2 separate regions of the Mus musculus genome follow, and region 1 is linked to region 2. A link is a contact called in public Hi-C data. All regions are on one chromosome and are shown on one strand. Each heading gives the region's core, a stretch centred on a gene start, on an enhancer-like site or on the middle of the called end of the contact. The rest is flanking DNA. Distances are from core to core; before and after follow the strand shown. Region 1 holds the start of Bace2 (beta-site APP-cleaving enzyme 2). Region 2 has its middle 43 kb from the start of Bace2.

Region 1 (3,892 bases), core at 791-3,290, 44 kb before region 2:
AGATTTTGCTGTGAAGCAATTTGTCCCTTCATCATACCAGGGCAACAATACAGAATGGTTCACTCCTGTGGAATGATATGCAGAAATGGTACTTGTCTGTCACAAACCAGCCTTGCTTAGAAGCATGCTATAGTCTAGCTGAGAAATAACCTCAGAGGAAGTACTTCCTTGGCTGTGCTAAGGATACAAACCTGGGTGCTCGTTACATCCTGGGTAATTAAATTAATTAAATTTCATCACTGAGTTTAAAGTAAAGGTCATTGAATTATCAACAAAGGCAAAGCAAGGGAGAGCTTTGTAAGAGAAGTCTTCTCCTCCTCTTTAAAGTTTTTTTTTTTCTTCCTGGTTTCCTTTTCCTTAACACATGAGGACTCAGTTGAGGCCTGTGTATAAAAGAAAGAGGCAGGTCCCTCCTGTTCTATGCAGTCCTGCCAACGGCAGTTCACAGGATTCCCTCTGCCCTGAGATCATGCTCACATGGTGGTCAGACTGCTCAGGGGACCCTAAGCCTCCTCAGCTGACACTGCCACCCACCCCACCCCCCTTCAGTCTGCCCTGCAGCCACTTCTGGACTGCGCACACAAGGACCCTGTACAGCAACCACAACTAACGTTTTGAGTAAAACACTCTTGAAGGTCTAAACAACCACAGAAGTTACTCTGCAGTTTCTCTTTTTAAAAATTAGCATGGCTCATCCTCTTAAAGTCTTGAATAATTTAATTAGAATTATACAAAAGTCATGAGCATGTTCTATTTATGGGTAATCACATCAGCATGACAACCCCCAACGACGATGTTAAAAATAAAGTGTCTTCATACGGTGCGTTCAACTTATGAGACAACTTGAATTCGAATTGGAGAGGGTCGGATCACTTCTGTGAGGCTTTTGTTTCCCTTGCCAGATTCCGTGCTTGGGAGCCGGTGTTCCCTGTCACTCGAAGTGTTAAATGAACATCGGCACAAGGCGGGGAAGAAAGCTGTTTGGACTGCGTTTGTTTTATCTTTGACTCGCTACGCGCTTGGTGTTCCCCAGCAGCTAATGGCATTCACATTCTCCAACCCCCGCAGGATGCATGCCTTGGCGGGTGCACGGCTCCCAGAGGCTGGGCAGCCGGACAGCTATGAGGAAGCCAGCAAACAAACTCCGAGGAAGGAAGACGGCTGGCTCTGCCCTGCAAAGAGACACTTTGGAACCGGGTGTCTTTTAGCTGAGCTCATGGAGAAATCTCTTTTAAAGGGTACTGCGCCTTGGATGCTGTCCAAGAGTCTTTTTAGCAATGAGACAGCATAGAGATGGTATCAACTCCAGTGATTTCCCTGCACCTAACAGCACCTTTTTCCAAGACCCCACCCACCACCCACTCAGTAGGTACCGCTCTTGCTGGAAGGAGGCGTCGCTCCTGGGCCCGAAGCATGTTACAGGTTCCTTCAGCTGTCAAGCTCCACGGGGTGGGGGAGGGCCACCAAGTTCTGAAACATTTGCTCACACCCCCTGAGCTGTGCTCCGGCAGAGGCTGCGCTCCCTGGTGCGTCCCTAGCGCGCGCCTCCACTCCTCACCCAACCCATGCATCTCCCTGACCCTTCTTCCCAGTGAAAGCTACTGCCTTAGGGACGGCATTAAATCGCGTGGAGTCAATTCACAGAAACTACCGCCCCCAACCCTACCTTCTGCGGAGGGGTCCCGATCAGCATCTCTAGGTAGTAGCCGCGGCCAGAGTCCCCCTGAAGGTTGTCCACCATAGCCAAGAAGTTGGCAGTAGCCCTGACAGGCTCCAGTGCGAGGGCCAGACCATCGGCCCGGGGCAACTCGGGGGTCCCGAGTCCGGGAACAGCCGAGGCTCTGTGGTTCGTGGCCCGGGCCACTTGGAGGGGCAGCGTGAAGGGCGCGGGGGCCAGCGCGGGGACCGCACTCAAGAGCCACTGCGCCAGCACCGGGAGCAAGAGTGCTCGAAGCAGCGCGCCCATCCCCGCAGCGGGGGCTCGGCGAGTCTGCGAGCGCGGTTCTGCGGTCCTTAGCCGGCCGGGGCGGGGCGGACAGGGAGGAGGCTGGAGAAGGCGGTGCAGAGTTGAACAAGTTCTCAGTCGCTGCCCCCTCTGGCGGCCGCCTCCCCGCAGGCCCTGCCCCTCCTCCGTGGCCAAGGTCAAGGATGGGCGCGGGTCGCGCCTCTTCCCCGGGAAACTGGAGTGCAAAATTTCCCCGGAACGTGCCCGGGAGGCCACGGCTAACGGATATGACGAGGCTCAGCTTAGAGCTGCTGGAAAGTTTCGGGAACCCTTAAAGGGGCAGCTAAAGCGCAAACTGGCTTTCTGGTCCTGCGCTCAAGGAACCCCCGGGGGTCCACTGTCCCTGCAGAGGCAGAAGTGCCCTTAGGACTTAAGGCTCAGAGCGCGGGGCAGGCAACTGTGAAAGAGTGCACCTCTCCGCTTGCCAAGCGCACTCCAACAGGGTCTGGCTGCCTCTCGGAGCTTCTCCCACGCGTGGTTCTCCCCTTCCAGCTCCTTAGGAGTTAGCTGGTTCTCTGAGAAAGGATTTGAAGTATGAATGGAGGCTGGGGGCGCTGAGAGCCCCAGGGATAGGGGAAGCAGGTGAGCAGATTTTGAATTTCTGAGAAGGGATCTGGGTTATTGCTCCTTCCTGCTTACCCTCCCCTGAACCCAAAACCACAGCTTGAGGAGGTAGATTTGGGCCTGGTCTTCCTGGCTTTCCTCTTGTCCTTAATGCAGATCCAATTCCGCTAGGAGCTGAGCTCAATCTCCCAGGGATTCAGTCAGTCCACCAAGATAGTGAATTACTATCAGGGTCCCAAATGAGGCTGCCATCCAGCCTTCCCCCTCTTTCATCCTCCCACCAGCTCTCCGCAGATTATCTAATTAATACTTGTTTAGCCAGACACCGAAGCCGCAGAAATGCATTCAGAGGGCTATTTTATTTCAGGTACTGAACGCAGGGGGGACAATTACAGCAGCTAAACTCATCGATTTTTTGCTGAATCAAGGAATAGGAGAAATCTTTGTGTCTCCTCCAGCTGAATTATGTTGGCTTTTTTTTTTTTTAAAAAAAACAAACAAGACCATCTTCAAACAATGGAAAGTAGAAATCAAGCGTCCCTAATCCTTAACCGGAACTTCCAGATACAAGTGTCCATGCTTGTTCCCTCCTTTCCAATGTCAGAATCCTTTCTTGCTCTACCAGGGACCTTTCTGTCCCAGATCTTCAGCTGTTCTACTTTCTAAATGGTTTTGGTTACAGGTTGCACTTTTCCCCCCTCTTAACTCTATCCAAGCTTCAAGGAATCCCCAGTCACACGAAGGCAGGCCTGATTGAATTCCAGGATAGAACCTAAATTGTTATTGCCCATAAATCTGCATAGTTATCGCGAGCTCTTACATTCATATATTCACATTTAAATTCAAGATTGTAAGGAAAGGACAATTTAAAAAGAGGTAGTTATTTACAAACCCTGGTGTTCAGTCTTGAGGGGTTGGGGACCACCCAGACAGCTCTCAGAATGACAGCATCCTTTTGGAAGCACATGGAATTTATCGAGGACATCAACTCAGGTGCTACAGGATGTATAAGGTATAAGGTCAATATTAAAGACATTTGTGCTCTCTAAGGTTAAAAAATAAACACAGGGGAAATCTGTAAAACTCGGATCTAGTTAGTGTTTTTATTTGAAAATCTCTATTTCATGTAGCATGGCTATTCCAAGCTTTCCCTGGCAAAAGGGAGGTGTATAAACAACTGCATAGAGACAGGATCAAGAGCACATGCCGTTTTAATGAGTGGTAGGGCCATCTTGTCAATAAAGTACTGGTCGGGCCCTGAAGTGGTAGCACCAGATTCCTTGTCTTCACTCTGTGTGGCCTTAGCATTCTCCTGCCTCATTG
Region 2 (3,819 bases), core at 1,134-3,633:
AAGAACTGATCGCTTATGGCTGCTGGGCACGTAAACCACAAGAATTTTCTGGGGGTCTTTGTCCTTGTCTCTAAGGCTTACTGGTGGCTGTTGGGTGTTGTTGACAATTCTTTGTTCAAAGCAGAACTCCACCCCAAGGTCTCACTTCAGACTCAGTCCTTGACTCTACCTATAGCCTCTCTGTGGGTATAAACAATCCCATGTTTCCCAAACAGGCAATTCAAGGCTTTCACATGATTGGCTAGTGGGTAGCAATGATGCAGTCACAGCTACAGGCTTTATGGGAGCTTCCAAATGAAGTGATAATTATCAGCTACAGAATCTCAAGGTTGGTTCCTGGAGAAAGCAGTTGGGTCTCCCCTCATCCCTGCGAAATAGCTGTGGAGCCAGATGCTCACATAACAGAGCATATACATGAGATTCAGACGACCATGTGCAAAGCCTAGGGAGACTGTGCAGCAGGGTGAAAGCTGATCTTTTAGGCAATAACTACAAAGCAGGAGAGTAAGAAATAGGAGTTTTTCCTGTGGATTCACACTGCTTTGGTGTCTACACCAGCTTTGTGGCCCTTCATGTGCTCAGATGGTGATGGAATGATTTTAATATTCTCATCTCTTCAACTTTTAAATGCCTCCTCAGGTTTTATTAAGGGCACCATGTAGGAACACATATTAATTTGGTGCTTGCCCTAGCAACCAGATGCAGGTCAGGTTCAAGGGGATATGTTTAGCTACAGAGGAAAGCAAACAGCTCTTTCTAAGATCATCATCTTAGCTTGATGGGTGATAATTCCATGTTAGCATTTAAAATCATTTCCTTTAGTTTTAAATGTTTGGTCCACTCCTCCCACTTTAAGAGGTCAAGAATGAAATGGAAAATAGAATGTATTTGCTCTTTTAAGTGTTTTATTATTTTTTAAAGCTTTTTATTGGTTCCTTGTGAGTTTCACATCACGCATCCCAATCCCAGTCATCTCCCCCTCCCCTTGTGTCCACTCTCCACCCTTGCAGAAAAAAAAAATCTTGTGGAAGCTACAGTGTGTTATAGTGTGTCCCACATCACACCCTTTTTGTCCACATTTCTTTGTTTCCAAATGTTCATTGAATGACTTGTTGGTCTGGTTCAAGGCCTCTGGCTTCTGCCACTCTACTGATACTAGAAGCTCGCTGGGACTCCTCTCAGATAGTCTGCTGTTGTCCTGTGTCATGGAGATACAGGAGTTTAGGCCCCTTCATGAACTCCAGCAGTTCATCAAGGGGTAGATGTTGGGGTGGACCAATTCAAAGTCTTAGATTTGGGCCTGAGAGGTATCTGAGCTGGTCAGCTCACTGCCTCTCTCACTCTCACAACCTTGAGGCCATCTCTGCCACCAGGGTCAGCTCTACTCTGCTGTCCAGGTGAGGTGCAGGGCCTGCTCTTCTGAGTGTTGCAGCTGTGAGGGACATGGACAGTTCTTCCACTCTCATGACCGTGGGGCCAGCTCTCCTGCCTGCCATAGATGGCAAGGGACAAGGAAGGGAAGGGGAGAGGAGGGAGCTTGCTCTCCCAAGTGACTCAGCAGGTGATGGGAAGGGCCCGTTCTGCTCTCATGACCTGGTCAGGGTCAACTTTCCCACCTGCTGCCAGTTGTGAGGGCAAAATGGAGGGTGGGGATCTCTCTCTTGCCAATGTCATGACACAGCAGACAAGAGGCAGGGCCTGCTCTCCTGAAACCTCCACAACCAGGGCCAGCTTTACTGTGCTGCAGCAAATGAGGGCAGGGCTCTGATCTCTCCTGCTCTGGTGACCTCAGGGCCAGCTCCTAGCCTGCTGTAGGTGGCAAGGGGGAAAGGGGGACATCTCTCCCTCTCCCATGTCACCACATAGCAGACAAGAGGCTGGGCCAACTCTTCCACATTCATACTCTCCGGGGGATTGGCTCACCCACAATGTCAGATCTGCTCTCCTAAGTACTGCAGCTGGATAGGGGCGGAGTTTTCTCTCCTGCTAACATCTCCCCAGGGCCAGCTCTCCCACAATGTCCAGGCGAGGGTACGCCAGTTCTGCACAGCCCTCAGACATCAACATGTACCAGGAGAGTAGCCCTCGGGGGGCATCCACGTGGCCTTTTTGTAGTAACAGATCCCTACTTCTGCAGGGCCACAGACTCAGACGTGGCCCCTGGTGGCAGCAAAAGACAGGACCCCATCATGGACCTAGGAGGCATCCCTGGCTACTCACATCAGGCTTTCTTCACGACTCTTTGAGTCTCTAGTTCTGCCTCTTTTCATTGTGTCCCCCCACCCAACCCCCTACCTCTCTTCACCCCCACCCCACATTCTTCTGTCTCTCCAGCAGGCAGCTTCCTGGCAGAGACCGAGTATTCCTTCATGGCCATCTAGTGCCCTCTACTGGGGAAGCTTCGCATTGCATCCTCTGAAAAGGAAGCTCATTGCTGAACCAAAATCTATGTCCAGTATGGCCAGAAGAAAAAAGATTGTTAGTCTATCTCCAAGTGCTTGTTGTGCTTGGCGGTCAGTGAGTATGCATAATCAGAGCTGAATGCCCACAGTTCCCTCCTCCGTGTCCCTGTGCTTTCCAGGAAGGAACACTAACCAGTCACTCTTCCTCCTCTGTCACCTGTTTTCCACCTTGTGTGAGAACCCCAGTCTTGAAGCCAATGAGTCGGTCCTTTGGTTCCACCCTTGGATGTCCCCAAGTGCCTGTCCCCAAGAAAAGCCTGTGATTGCAAAGTCTCTCTTCTCTTCCCTCCCTACACTCCCATGGAATCTCTTTTAATAAGTGTTCACTTCTCAAGCAGCTGCTACAGAGAAGGCTGAAGCCAATGTCCTGCTCAGTATTAACCAGTGGGAGGTGGTACAAGGTGCCACTTAAGGAAGGAGTGCTTATAAAAGGGAATCTCGTGGTGTTAACTGTGACATCAACTGCTAGAAGCTGGAAGAGGGGATCTGTGAGGAAGAATGGGTGACTTCTAGTCCACTGGTGGCTAGGTTAGTTGAAAGCAAACAGCAGTTGCTTTCCTACACCCCCCCCCCCGTGTGTGTGTGTGTGTGTGTGTGTGTGTGTGTGTGTGTGTGTAGAGAGAGAGAGAGAGAGAGATTCACAGAGCACTTACATGTTGATGGCACAAAAACCAAATCTGATTCATGCAGCAGACAATTATTCAGCTATAAAAAGACCGTCCCAGTACATACTCCAACATTGCATGCATGAAAAACAGTGCATGTTACCACTTACACATAGACCATAGGTTAGAGGGTTAACAGACAGAAGGTAGAATGGTAGTGGTGACTGAATGAAAAGCGAGGCCTTGGCTGCTCCACAGTGTGGTTGGGGAGAAGATTTACTGTAGACATGAGAGAGAACATAGCCAGAGGCATCTGGAAAGGTCCTGGCTGAACAGGGCCAGTAGACTGAACCAGGCCATGGGAGAAGGGGATGGGAGAGCAAGAGAGGAAATGAGAAAGAGGAGAGGAGAGGGGAGGGAAGGGGAGGGGAGGGGAGGGGAGGGGAGGTGGGCAGGAGGGATCTCAGGACTGAGAGCATGAGAGAGACCAAAAGGCTGCATAGCCAAAATGGCTGAAGTTGTATAGGAATCAGAGACACTGCAGGGAGGAATGAAGCTCAGGAGCTGGAGGAGACAGGCTCAAGGCAAGGTGAGAAGTGCCTAGAGGAGCCAGGACTCTGCAACAAGGACTGGTGGTGCCAGGAGAGACTAGTCACCAGCCTCCACTTTGATATGTTAAATAGGTGCAGCTCAGCCTCTGTCCCTGTTTCTTTGAGACCTCACAAAGATGGTGTCCCCTGAGGCAAGCAGTC

What was found. A called contact is a pair of places that touch in the nucleus more often than the background predicts.
Region 1: a Hi-C map of the N1E-115 cell line shows a contact between it and region 2, with 12 times the contacts expected there. The contact joins the promoter of Bace2 here to the enhancer-like site in region 2. A contact is called at or near these places in 2 of 39 promoter capture datasets (liver and macrophages), 7 of 484 Hi-C or Micro-C datasets (the N1E-115 cell line, adipose-derived mesenchymal stem cells, embryonic stem cells and 4 more) and 3 of 115 datasets of contacts at active chromatin or transcription factors (the HPC-7 cell line and embryonic stem cells).

What each region holds. Positions count from the first base shown.
Region 1 is chr16:97,354,876-97,358,767 of GRCm38.p6, reverse strand. It overlaps Bace2 (beta-site APP-cleaving enzyme 2), which reads right to left and starts at 2,040. Exons shown (of 9, transcript NM_019517.5): 1 at 1,667-2,040. The coding sequence starts at 1,966.
Region 2 is chr16:97,311,620-97,315,438 of GRCm38.p6, reverse strand. No RefSeq gene overlaps it. Among named protein-coding and RNA genes, the nearest start is that of Bace2, 43 kb to the left of the region's middle. Within about 2 kb of position 2,383, at least 22 of the 459 cell types and tissues checked have an H3K27ac peak or open chromatin away from gene starts, as enhancers often do. A contact at or near this core is called in the N1E-115 cell line, where this site is marked.